Regions from separate parts of the Mus musculus genome. Here all the other regions are linked to region 1. A link is a contact called in public promoter capture Hi-C data. All regions are on one chromosome and are shown on one strand. Each heading gives the region's core, a stretch centred on a gene start, on an enhancer-like site or on the middle of the called end of the contact. The rest is flanking DNA. Distances are from core to core; before and after follow the strand shown. Region 1 holds the start of AI839979 (expressed sequence AI839979). Region 2 holds the start of Spon2 (spondin 2, extracellular matrix protein). Region 3 holds the start of Adgrf3 (adhesion G protein-coupled receptor F3). Region 4 holds the start of Maea (macrophage erythroblast attacher).

Region 1 (2,700 bases), core at 108-2,607:
ATGAGCACACTGTTGCTGGCTTCCAACATATCAGAAGAGGTCATCAGATCTCATTAAAGGTGGTTGTGAACATATGTGGTTGCTGGGAATTGAACTCAGGATCTCTGGAAGAACAGTTAGTGCTCTTAACTGCTGAGCCATCTCTCCAGCCCCACCTAGGGAATTTTTAATAATTGAAATTACCCAACATATGTAATGGAATGTCTCATGCTTACATTCAGAAAAGAAATAATAAAAAACAAATCTTGTTACGAAGAAAACCGGGTATGGAAATACCAAGTCAATGAACTTGGTCCAAGTTCAAGGTCAGTAGAGGGGCTGCACTCCCTGTGCCTCGATCCCAGCCCTTCTACTCTTACAAACATGCAGCATGCCTACTACTCCGACTTTTCTTTCCTTTGTTTTTAAAGACAGGGTCTCACTATGTAGCCTTGGCTAGCCTGGAACTCACCATGTAGACCAGGATGGACTCTTAACTCCTAGAGATCATCTGCCTCTACCTAGTGCTAAGATTAAAGACATCCTCAGTGTCCCCCATCCTCCAGTGTCCCCATCCTCCAGTGTCCCCCATCCTCCAGTGTCCCCCATCCTCCAGCTCACCTGCTGCATCTGAGTTCCCACTGTAAAGGAGATCACAGATGTTTCCCCACTCGGGGTTGGTGAAGGTTAAGGGGAGCATCAGAGAGACCTTAAGTCTGGTTCTCACCGACTTTATACCTTGCCCAATGGCACATGCCAGCATGAGAAACACGGAAATTTGGCAAACCATGCAATCTACCAGGAACTCAGCTGTGAAGGGAGAGACAGTCCAAGATTGCCTGCAAAGTTTCTGCTTCCTCTCAAGCCCTCCAGAGGCCCCAGAGGAAGGAGTCCTGACCCTGCCATCTTCCTTAGACTCCAGGGCCTCCTTTTCTCTAAAGAGGCGTGGAGGGTGCTGAGTGTGGGGTGAAGGGGAGATCAGTGCAGCCAGGCTGCAGTCAGGCACAGGAGGCTGACCTTCAGTTAGCTGCTGCTAGACTGAGCTCCCACTAGTTACCTAGGAAGGCACCCAAAAGCACCGGGAGGCTGGGGGGCGGCGGGTTGGGGCAGAGACCACCCAGGAGAAATGAAGGGCTTGGTGTGGGGAGGGAAAGGAGGAAGCGGGGTGGGGGCAGTATCAGAGAAGAAGGGGCACTAGAGAGTGAGGAAAAAAGCAGAAGTCATTGTGTGGGGAGAAGGTTGAGGGATGATGCCGAAAAAGAGGAAGGGGTCAGCGGTGGCGGTAAGACTTTGGAGAAGGAAGGAGAAAGTCGAGAGGGAGGGAAGAGGAGGCGGTCCTGATTCTCCACTTTACTGCCCATTCCTTCTCCCTTGCTGAAACATCCAGCCGGTGCCTTTGTGGCCTCTTGGGCTGGGTTGCAATCTCATGCCAACCCGCTTGCCGGTTGTCAGGAGGCCTCTGGGGAGGACGCTGCAGGAGCCTCAAACGCCACCTACTCCCGGCCTCTCTCCCGGTTGATGTTTCTATTTTGGGCACCACATTATTTCCTGCTGTGATTTTTTTTTTCAGGCTTCTAATTCAGGCTCTGAGGTAAGCTGTGACATCCGCTCGTGCCCGCAGGCCCCTCCCGCACACTGCTTGTCCTCCTGGGGCGCGGGCACCCCTCAGGCCCAGCAGCAGTCCAGCCACTGCGGGGAGTCTTGGCAGGGCCTGCCTAAAAATAAGCTTTCGGATTTCCCCTCCCCCTGGTAGGGCAAAAGGAGGCTAGCTGGAATAGATTTCTAGGCAAGGATTTGAGGGGGTGATGGAGTGAGGTTGACAGGGACCTGCTATAAACTGTGCCATTGTGCCTAGGAATGGGAGTCCAACGCTTCCGTGTCCGAAGTCTGTTTAACTATATTTGGACAATGACCCTTTAGAGATGCTGATAAAGGCTACACAGAATCCCAGAAACTGTCCACAACAAACTCACAGGTAGGTTCCTGGTAATTTTGGGTTTGTGCACTTCCTTGAGTCGGGGAGCCCTTGTTCAAAGCCCTGGGTATGCATGGACGCCTCCCTCCCTGATCTCTCCTCTCAACCTCAGTATGCCTCATTATATTTAATCAATATGTGCTTAAAAAGAAGAAGTCTCTGTATGTGCAAGTACTTCAAGCACAGGCAGATTATAAGCTATGTCCTTAGGGAAACAACAGCCTCTTAAAACTGTCTTCTGGTTTACTCCCAAGGACCTGCTGGCCATCTGGCAGTGAGGGCACCCACTGCATTGGGTTCTGGCAGATTTAAGTTCCGAACTCAATTAAGTAGGCTCTGTTTTTGTTTTTCCTGACTTCTCTCTCACAGCAGACAAAATGGTAAAGCTCCCGGGAGTCTCACCCATCCCAGTCCATGGGGGTGACTTTAGCTGAGACTCCTAGCAGTGAGGATATGGAGCCTGTTGTGCTTGTAGACAGGAGCCTAGCATAACTCCTCTGACAGCTACCCAGCAGCTGACTGAAACAGATGCTGAGTCCCACAGTCAAACATTAAATGGAGCTTGGGGACTCTTGTGGAAGAGTTGTGGGAAGGATTGCAGGCCCTGAAGGAAATAGGAACTCTACAAGAAGACCAACAAAGTCAACTAACCTGGACCACTAGGGGCTCCCAGAAACTGAACCATCAACCAAAGAGCATACACAGGCTGGACCTAGGCCTCCTTGCACATATGGAACAGATATGTA
Region 2 (2,800 bases), core at 282-2,781, 1.6 Mb before region 1:
CCTAGGAGCCTAAGCTCTGGTAGGTGGACATTGGCCTGGCTAGCTCTAGGTACAGATCTATGACTGCTCTAAGGACCCCCCCCCCCACACACACACACAAAAACACATAGCACAATCAGCACTGGCTCCTGCATCCCCTCTCCAGTAACACTGTGAGCATCCTGGTCCCTGAAGCTCTGGAACTCTTGCCAGATGTGAGAAACCTGGATCCTATGACAAGCATGGTCCATAGCTAGTCACAGAGCACAAGGCAAATTAGAGGAGAGCAGGCCTCTGAATGAAAGGTCAACAGTAAAGATCCCTCGGGGTCCACAGGGCCAAGTCCATTTCATAAGAGCGTCTGTCTACGCCCATTGTCCGTTGAGGCATAGTGGGATTTTCTAAGCTGCCTTAGGGCGCCTTTATCTGAAAAGGGGAAGAAAGTCCTTGTTCTAGTGTTTACGCAGGCTTAATTGTCGTCATGGCTTCCTTCTGCATCGGTTGGATGAGCTGTAGTAGATACAGCAGTTCGACCATCTTCTCTCTGGCCACACGGTGGGAATATGTACTGCTGACAAGCCATGCCACATCGCTACTCGATGTGCGACCTACAGCTGCTCAGCTTAAGCCATTGAGCAACTGCTGTTAACACAGGCTAGCTTGCTTATTGTAAGTGAGTTGCACACGGGTAGCTACAGCCACAGAAGCTTTAGGCTTCTTGGTGACTTTCACCAGCAGCTTGAGACGTTCTGGGGCAGTCTGTCTTTGGTCTCTAGGCCTGGTGCCTAAATGCTATGTCCACAGTTGCCGCTATGTGGCTGCCTTATTTATTTGAAATGAGGGTGAAGTCATTCTCTTTGTTTGCATTTGAGCTTCGCAGATTCTATTTATTCTCTCTCACTGTCTGTCTGACAGTGAAACATTAACTTGGTCCAAAACCCAGAATGTGTCTTGGAGCAGCTCCCTGGATATTTTGGTACGTGGGGGACCCGGCAGAGGTTGCGTTTGTCGTCTCTCTCCACTCTTCTTTCTACTTAGTTCTTAGGCTTCCTCAGTAGTTTTGAGAGTATTTCCCTGACACTGCACTGCAGTAAACATCAGAATCTACTACCCAGTCCAAAGGAACACCAGAGGCCTGGAAGCTGGGAGGAGGTGGACCAAGGAGCAGCTTGAAATCCCCGAGCTGCTTTCCTTCGGCTGGCCAAGTGGGCCCTCAGACCCCTATGAGAAAGAGGTGTCTGGCTGGCTGAAACCCAGAGCCCCAAAGCCTTTTACAGCTAAGCTGGTAGATCTGGGGCTCCTCAGCACCCCAACACACACACACACACACACACACACACACACATTTGTCAAGTGGAGAAATGTGGGTCACATCTCGACCACATCTGTGGCAAAGTTCAGACAGGGCACCAATGTGGCCTCTGGCCCCAGACTCCTATCTCTGAACACAGAGCCCCTTGCAGCACCACCCAGAGACAGCCTGTGAGAGGAGGGAGGAGGGCGGAGAGAGGGAAGGGAGAGGGAAAGACAAAGAAAGGGGTGCGGCAGGGCAGCAGTTAGCCCGAGGGGGCGGAGAGTGAGCTCAACTTGGAGCAGGTCACAGCAGTCAGAACTAGTGAGAAGGTTGAGCAGAGAACCCCTGCAGCAGGAAAACCTCTTGCTTCCTTGTCTCAAGCCCCTTCTGGCACTTTCTGGGACCAGGCACTGAGGCAGAAGACAGGAAGAGCTGGGGCCTATCTGCTGGCCAGAGGCACTAACCTTGGGCACACATAGGATCTGGGAGCTCTGGGACCAATCCTCCAGCTGACAAGCCCAGCAGCCTGCCTCTGACGCTTTTGCCAGGTGAGTGGTTGTTCACATCTCAAGAGGGCCTGGGGCTCCTGGAACAGCAATCTGTAACACTCAGAGACTACCCTGGGGGCTGGGCATGACCTCAGCTTTGCTAATCTAGCCCCATGCACAGCTAGTCCATGAAGTGTACAAGCCAGGCGCACTTCACAGTGCAGGGGACACAATGTAGAGCGGCCAGGAGGTGTGTGACAGAGATAATTGTAAACCCATTGACCTTTTGTCCCTTGGACTACAGTCCTGGGGGCTGTAGTTCACAAGTTACACTGACATTCTTGCAGACAAGCAGTGAAACCGGCCACGTACCTGGTGCCCTTTTCACTGGGCGGCATCTGGGAAACTCTCGAAGGACATTCTGGGGACCAAACGGTGTGTTTGCAGGCATCTCACTCTGGGAGCTCGTTCTGTTCTCTCCTGGGGCTCCGTGGACAGGGGCCCTGGGACTAAAGGTGCCAACTCTTCTCTCCCTCTGCTGTAGGTGATGGAAAACGTGAGTCTTGCCCTGGGCAGAGCTCTTTGGGTCTTCCTCCTGGCCATGATAGGCTCCACCACGAGCCAGCCGCTGGGGGGAGAATCGGTTTGTACAGCCCGGCCTCTGGCTAGATACAGCATCACTTTCATTGGCAAGTGGAGCCAGACAGCATTTCCCAAGCAGTACCCCCTGTTCCGGCCCCCTGCACAGTGGTCCTCTCTGCTGGGTAAGGGCACCTTTCCTCCTTCTGCCTCATCCTGGAGGCTACAGGGCAGGAAGCAGTACCTGCTGGCTTCACAGCACACAGTACAAGTCACTGTCATCTGAGAAACATCCAACACAGGAAGCCCTTGCTAAATACCCACTGTCCCAGTGGCTGTTGGAGGGCACAGTAGCTGCGGGAAAGCTGGGGACACCAGTCACCCAGCCAGGCGTCTTAGCCACATAAGTGTGAAGGATGTTACGGTCTCTCTGTGTTCAAAGTGGATGTGGCTCCTTACC
Region 3 (2,813 bases), core at 288-2,787, 1.4 Mb after region 1:
CAAGGCCAGCCTGGTCCATATAGTGAATCCGAGGATAGTAAGGCCCTATCCAAAAAAGAAAAGAGTTTGGCCCTCTGGCTCCCAAGATGCTCTCTTGTACCATGTTCCTGCCACGTGTGAAGACCCCCAAAAGATGCAACCCCTCAAGACCCAAGACAGTAAGCCAAATACATTTCTATTTGTTACAAAACCCTGCCTGCCAGTTGTGGTGGCACACACCTTTAATCCCAGCACTGGGGAGGCAGAGGCAAATGGATCTCTGAGTTTGAGGCCAGTCCAATCTACACAGTGAGTTCTAGGACATTCAGGGCTACACAGAGAAACCTTGTCTTGTAAAACAAATCAAAACAAAAAATTACCCTGAAAGACCCTCGAGGGGAGACCCTCACTCAGACACTCAAGTCCCGGGACAGCCGCGTACCCAAGAAGACACTGAGACCATACATAAAATGTAGAAGGCAAGATTTAATAAGGCAGCAACATGAAAGCACACAGACCAGAGCTCTGGGGTCGAAATAAAGCAGCAACATGGAAGCACACAGAGCTCTGGGGTCGAAACTCATACACCTTAGCACAGGGTAGAGGAGTCTCGACGGTCAGCCAGAATTTTTCACAGGCTTATATAGTAAAACTCAAAGGGGGAGAACTGGGCAGGGAAAGTACAAGTTTACATCACTAGGGAGTTCTGCCAAGGGACAAGGGGTTCTGCCAAAGGATTCTACGTAACTAAGGAGTCATGTCCTATCAAGGAACCTACGTAACTAAGGAGTACCTGGTTCATTTTGAGGTTGTTCCAGGAGGCCTTTATCTCAAAAATGTTTTTGGAACAGTTTTTAGTTGGGAGGGTTCAAACTTTAGGGTGAGGAGTTTTGGGGTGAAAAGTTTAGGAGTGTTCTGGGAACAATCTCTAGATGGGAGGGGGTGGGCTCCGAGGTAAAAAATTCATGTTCTCACAAGAGGCCAGTAATTTTCTATTCTTCAACCCAGCCTGAGGTATTCTGACATACAAATACAGGGGACGGATTCAAGGTGTTTGATGGAACAAGAGCTGGCTTTCTTGTACCATGTGTGTTCCAGGGACCAGTTCAGGCTGTGGAGTTTGGCGGCAAGCTCCTTTACCCTCTGAGGCATCTTGCTGCCCCCTTTATAGTCTTTTCTAACCTTGGTTCAGTTTTGAAGGTCTAGCTTCCTGGAGGCATTCCAAAATGATCCAAGTTTCCTAGGCCCTGGGGACCATGCCTGAACCTGCCTCTGTGACCTGTTGTTTTTTGTGACGTGGTACCTGTGTCCCCTCCGCCTGCCCAGGAGAACCAAGGCACACTCCTCTCACAGAATCATGTGGGGGTCCAGGTGGCCCCAGTGACCTGGAAGCATATCTGCCCGAATCACAGGCTGTGACACTTGCTCTGTCAACTCACCTTGGCTCCCTCTGATCTTTCCTCCCTTCCTTCAGTAATAGCCCTGCCAGCTGGGGCGGGGGGTGGGGGGGGGTGGGGGGAGGAAATTTGCATCCTGGAACAGCCGGAGGGCTTTAGGGACTGCTGCGTTGAGCCATGTCCTCTCTAGCTCTCTCCCAGCTGCTCCTGGCCGTGACTCTTCCCCTGCTGGAGTTGGAGCCAACATTTGTCCCCACAGCCCAATCAGTAAGTACTGGGGTGAGTGAGGACCCTGGGGAGACCTGCAGAGGCCACAGTCAGAGCCACAGGTTGTGAGGAACCACAGGGTGTAGGATGAAAGGTGGAAGGAAGGGACCAGCTTGCCCCCAAGAAGGCAATCTTCCTGCCCAGGGTGAGGGGACACTTCCATAGCTTTACCTGAGTCCCCATGACACCCTACGACACCTGCTGCTCTTTTGGCTACCAACTTACAATGAAATGAGAAGAAAACCTTTGCAGATGTAGAAGCTTATTAGCATAGACGATGGGAAAGAGTCTGAGGAGAAGCGTGGAGCCTAGGCTTGCATTTTATTATCTATTTATCTACAGCTCCTAATCTACTGCAATCCCCAGATCTAAATATCCCTATCTGTAGCTTCCTCTGTGGCATGTCTTATCTATAGCCTATCCTTGCCTGCACCTGTTTGTTTGTTTGTGTTATATCCTCCTAGTTTTCATGTACTTCCTTGTTTTTATTTTCTGTGTGGATCTTCTGTGTTGCCCAGGCTGCTCTTGAACCCTTGCACTTAAGTAAGGGATACTCCTGCCCCATTATCTTAAGTAAGGGATACCCCTGCCCCATTATCTTAAGCACTGGGATTATTGTACAGGCTTGAACCACCATGTCTGGCTTCCTTCTGGTTTTATTATTTATATTTTGGGGTGATTGTTGTTAGTTAGTTTGTTTGTTTTTTAAATAAAGGTTCACTCTGTTGCCCAGGCTGTCCTTGTACTTGCTACAGTCTTCCTGCTTCAGTCTCCTGGGTGCTGAGATTGCAAGTGTGAGCTGCCATCTGGTTTTAGATGCATACACACATGGGATTTTGAGAGGAAAACATGGGTTAATTTGCAGGACCCTGACTCCTTGTTGGAGCTCTGGACCCAGCCATTTCAATTAGCCTAGAGGCCCAGGGACAGGTCAATTCAGGAAGGAGCTAAACAAAGCATGTTGACTTCCAGGGTGTGCCTGGTTCCTGGTTTCAGGTGAGGCTGCTGGCCCTGGCAGGGTCCCTGGAATTGTGCCCCTGTCCCCGTTTCTGAACATCCTTTTCTCCCTCCAGATACTTACATTTGACCTCTGGCCTAAAGAAGAACTTCTAAGAGACCAAGTCACACCAGAGTAGCCAGGCTGCCCCTGAGGGTACCCTGGCAGGAACT
Region 4 (2,700 bases), core at 95-2,594, 1.8 Mb before region 1:
TACTCCCCCAAGCCATACATTTTGAACATCTGACAAAAAAGACTGGTGGTGTTTGCTCCCTTCCTTAGTCAAATAAAGCACAGGATACAAAACATTGATCAAATATGGCTGCTCACCAACTATAGAAGAAGGCCAGCTGGGCCTTGCTTCTGCCCTCCTGTGAAGACAAACTACTCCAGAGCAGTCAGATGTCACAGGGACAATGACAAGAGATGCCTTCCAGGGAATGCCAAGACTTCCATGTGCAATATAAGCTCGCTCACTTCACCCTCGGGGAGGAAAACAAGTGCTCCCTAGGGCTTACATCAGACAAGGGAACACCAGCAGAAGTCAGGTGCCTCCCATACAATCTGGGTCTCCCTAAGCACAGAAAAAGCGGTCTCGCCTAGAACCTGTAGTCTTCAACCTTAGCTAAACGACCCACCCACCCACCACCAAACAACCACTGGGTCACCAAAGAGATGGATGAGGTGCCAAGAGCTCCAGAAGAAAAGCTGCCCAGACCTCAGCCAAGGAATGTAGAACACGAAGGCTCTGCCGGCCTTCCTTGGAACCAAAGAATTTTTTTCTTCCTCTTAAGGCTTTTCTTCCCAGGTACTTCACCGCAGTCCATCCGGTACCATCAAGCCCTCTAGCAACTGAAGCCTCCCAGTCTTCCGGCGGGGATGAACGTTTGTCCTAAAGGAACGCACTGGCGCAGCGACCACCCAAGGTCACGCCCCGGAAACCAAGGGCAGGAGCTGCGCTGGAGTTCTGGGGACGCCCAGCGAGGCGGGGTGCCACCGGGTCGCCAGTGCTCCCCACTGGCCCCCTAATTAGCACCAGAGGCATGCCCGCCACGCCCCAGGCCGAGCTTCCGGAAGGACGCCCCGGGGCCGCCGCGACCCACCTCCGCGTCCAGGGCCCCTGGTTCTTTAGTGCCCGCCGCCCCGGCCGTGGCCTCGCTGCCCGCACTCGCACGGCCCGCAGCCTCTCGGCTTTGAAGGCTGGGTGGGAGGCAGGGCTCAGGCCCCGCCGCCCGGGCCTCGGAAGCCCTCTGACTCTGTCGCCCCGCACCACCTAGGTCACAGTACACCGAGAGGTCCCCCTTGGCCCCATCGGGAGGCCCCGGCCCGTGCCCATCGCGCTGGAGAGCCGCAGCCCCACCGCCCCCGACCCCGCCCCCGGCCGTGCAGTCCCTCCAGAAGCGACTCCGGCAGCGACCCAGCCCCTGCACCACCACGACCCCTCCCAAGATGCGGTGGCGACCCTAGCCGCGCCTAGAACGCACCTTGAGGGTCGGGTACTCCTGCACCTTCAGGGTCATGGACAGCTGGGCCGCCGACTCCTGCACCGCCATCTTGGGCCGGCCGAGCGGAGGAGGCGGGTACGGGGCACGCCGGATAGTGACGTGCTACGTACGGGAGCAGGCGGAGCGGCTATGAGTCTGCACCAATCGTGTCACCGGGCCGCCCGAGCGGAAGAAGGCCAGAGCCAATCATCTTTCACGGGCTCGACCAATCGCCGGCAGCTCTAGAGAGCGGCTTCCTCATTGAATTGTCCGCTGGCGTAGGCCGCAGATGCGGATTTAGTAGAGCGGGGATCCCGACGCCATGGACGTTCGGAGGGTTGGGGCTGAGACGACTCACGTTGTGGTCGCACCCCCCCCCCACACACACACCTCCGAAGTCGCCTCCCGTAGTGGTCACAGGCCCTGCCTCAGCGCTCGGTGGCCGTTATCTCTGAATGGTCACTTAGGGGTGCGGTTTTTGCCATCCGGGAACTACTTTCCTTCATCTCCATTTTCGCCGATTAACAGCTCTGGCGTCCAAGAGCGGGCTTCCCAATAAAAGATAAAGAATGTTTACAATAGAATAAGACAGGGAGGGGCTATCGAGCAGCTGTGCTTTCCTGCCAGTAATAACATAAGGAACACTTGGGAACTGCATTTGTGAAAAAGCGATGAATCCTTGATTTGGGGTCCAAAAGGCGTCTGAAGGTGTCCAGTCCCTGACCTAAACTTGTAGTCAAGTTGAATTCCTGGAGCAATAGTAATGATCAGTTAACATCTTTCTGATAAACTAAGCAACGTGGATCTTCCAGGGCTCCTGAGTGAAAGCAATTATCTGTGATGTAGGCTTCACCCTACAGCACATGTCACAAGACCTGAGAATCAGTCTGTTCCCTAAGGCAATGAGGACTTCTTTAAACCACCTGAAAAACAGAATTGAAGTAACTATCAACCAGACCACACCTTGACTGAGATTGCTTAATTATCATGCCTTTTACCTACATTCTAATTCTTCTATTTTGAACTCAATTTGGCCATTTGTTGGTAGCCAGACAATAAACTTGAGGGTCACTAAAACCCTTTATCTGAACTGAATGGCTTTTTTTTTTTTTTTTTTTTTTTTTTTTTTTTTTTTTTGGTGAATTGAACCTACCTCACGTTTGCATGATTTCTGCAGAAGCCAGAAGAGAGCGTTAGATCCCCCAGGAACTAGAGTTACAGATTGTTGTGAGACAAGCACATGGGTGCTGAGTACTAAACTTGAGTTCTCTACAAGACCAGCATGTGCTCTTAACCCATGAGCCATCTCTCCAGCCCTCCTCGCCTGCTTTTAAAATTAAAAATGGAATTACATTTCATTCCTTAGGAAATGACTTCTACATTAAGTTGTCTTTTGTATTTTACAGAACTGGATCTTTGTTTTGTTTTTC

Evidence for each region. Promoter capture Hi-C pulls out the DNA fragments that hold promoters and counts their contacts.
Region 2: a promoter capture Hi-C map of liver shows a contact between it and region 1, with 6 times the contacts expected there. The contact joins the promoter of Spon2 here to the promoter of AI839979 in region 1. A contact is called at or near these places in 3 of 39 promoter capture datasets (liver and pre-B cells).
Region 3: a contact with region 1 is called in a promoter capture Hi-C map of pre-B cells, with 2.7 times the contacts expected there. The contact joins the promoter of Adgrf3 here to the promoter of AI839979 in region 1. A contact is called at or near these places in 2 of 39 promoter capture datasets (liver and pre-B cells).
Region 4: a promoter capture Hi-C map of liver shows a contact between it and region 1, with 4 times the contacts expected there. The contact joins the promoter of Maea here to the promoter of AI839979 in region 1. A contact is called at or near these places in 1 of 39 promoter capture datasets (liver) and 1 of 115 datasets of contacts at active chromatin or transcription factors (pancreatic cancer cells).

What each region holds. Positions count from the first base shown.
Region 1 is chr5:31,570,054-31,572,753 of GRCm38.p6, reverse strand. It overlaps AI839979 (expressed sequence AI839979), which reads left to right and starts at 1,357. Exons shown (of 3, transcript NR_102275.1): 1 at 1,357-1,570; 2 at 1,835-1,954; 3 at 2,324-2,700.
Region 2 is chr5:33,216,969-33,219,768 of GRCm38.p6, reverse strand. Spon2 (spondin 2, extracellular matrix protein) reads left to right here and starts at 1,531. Exons shown (of 6, transcript NM_133903.3): 1 at 1,531-1,821; 2 at 2,306-2,525. The coding sequence starts at 2,309.
Region 3 is chr5:30,204,446-30,207,258 of GRCm38.p6, reverse strand. Adgrf3 (adhesion G protein-coupled receptor F3) reads left to right here and starts at 1,537. Exons shown (of 14, transcript NM_001014394.2): 1 at 1,537-1,643. The coding sequence starts at 1,554.
Region 4 is chr5:33,334,216-33,336,915 of GRCm38.p6, reverse strand. Maea (macrophage erythroblast attacher) reads right to left here and starts at 1,344. Exons shown (of 9, transcript NM_021500.2): 1 at 1,271-1,344. The coding sequence starts at 1,339.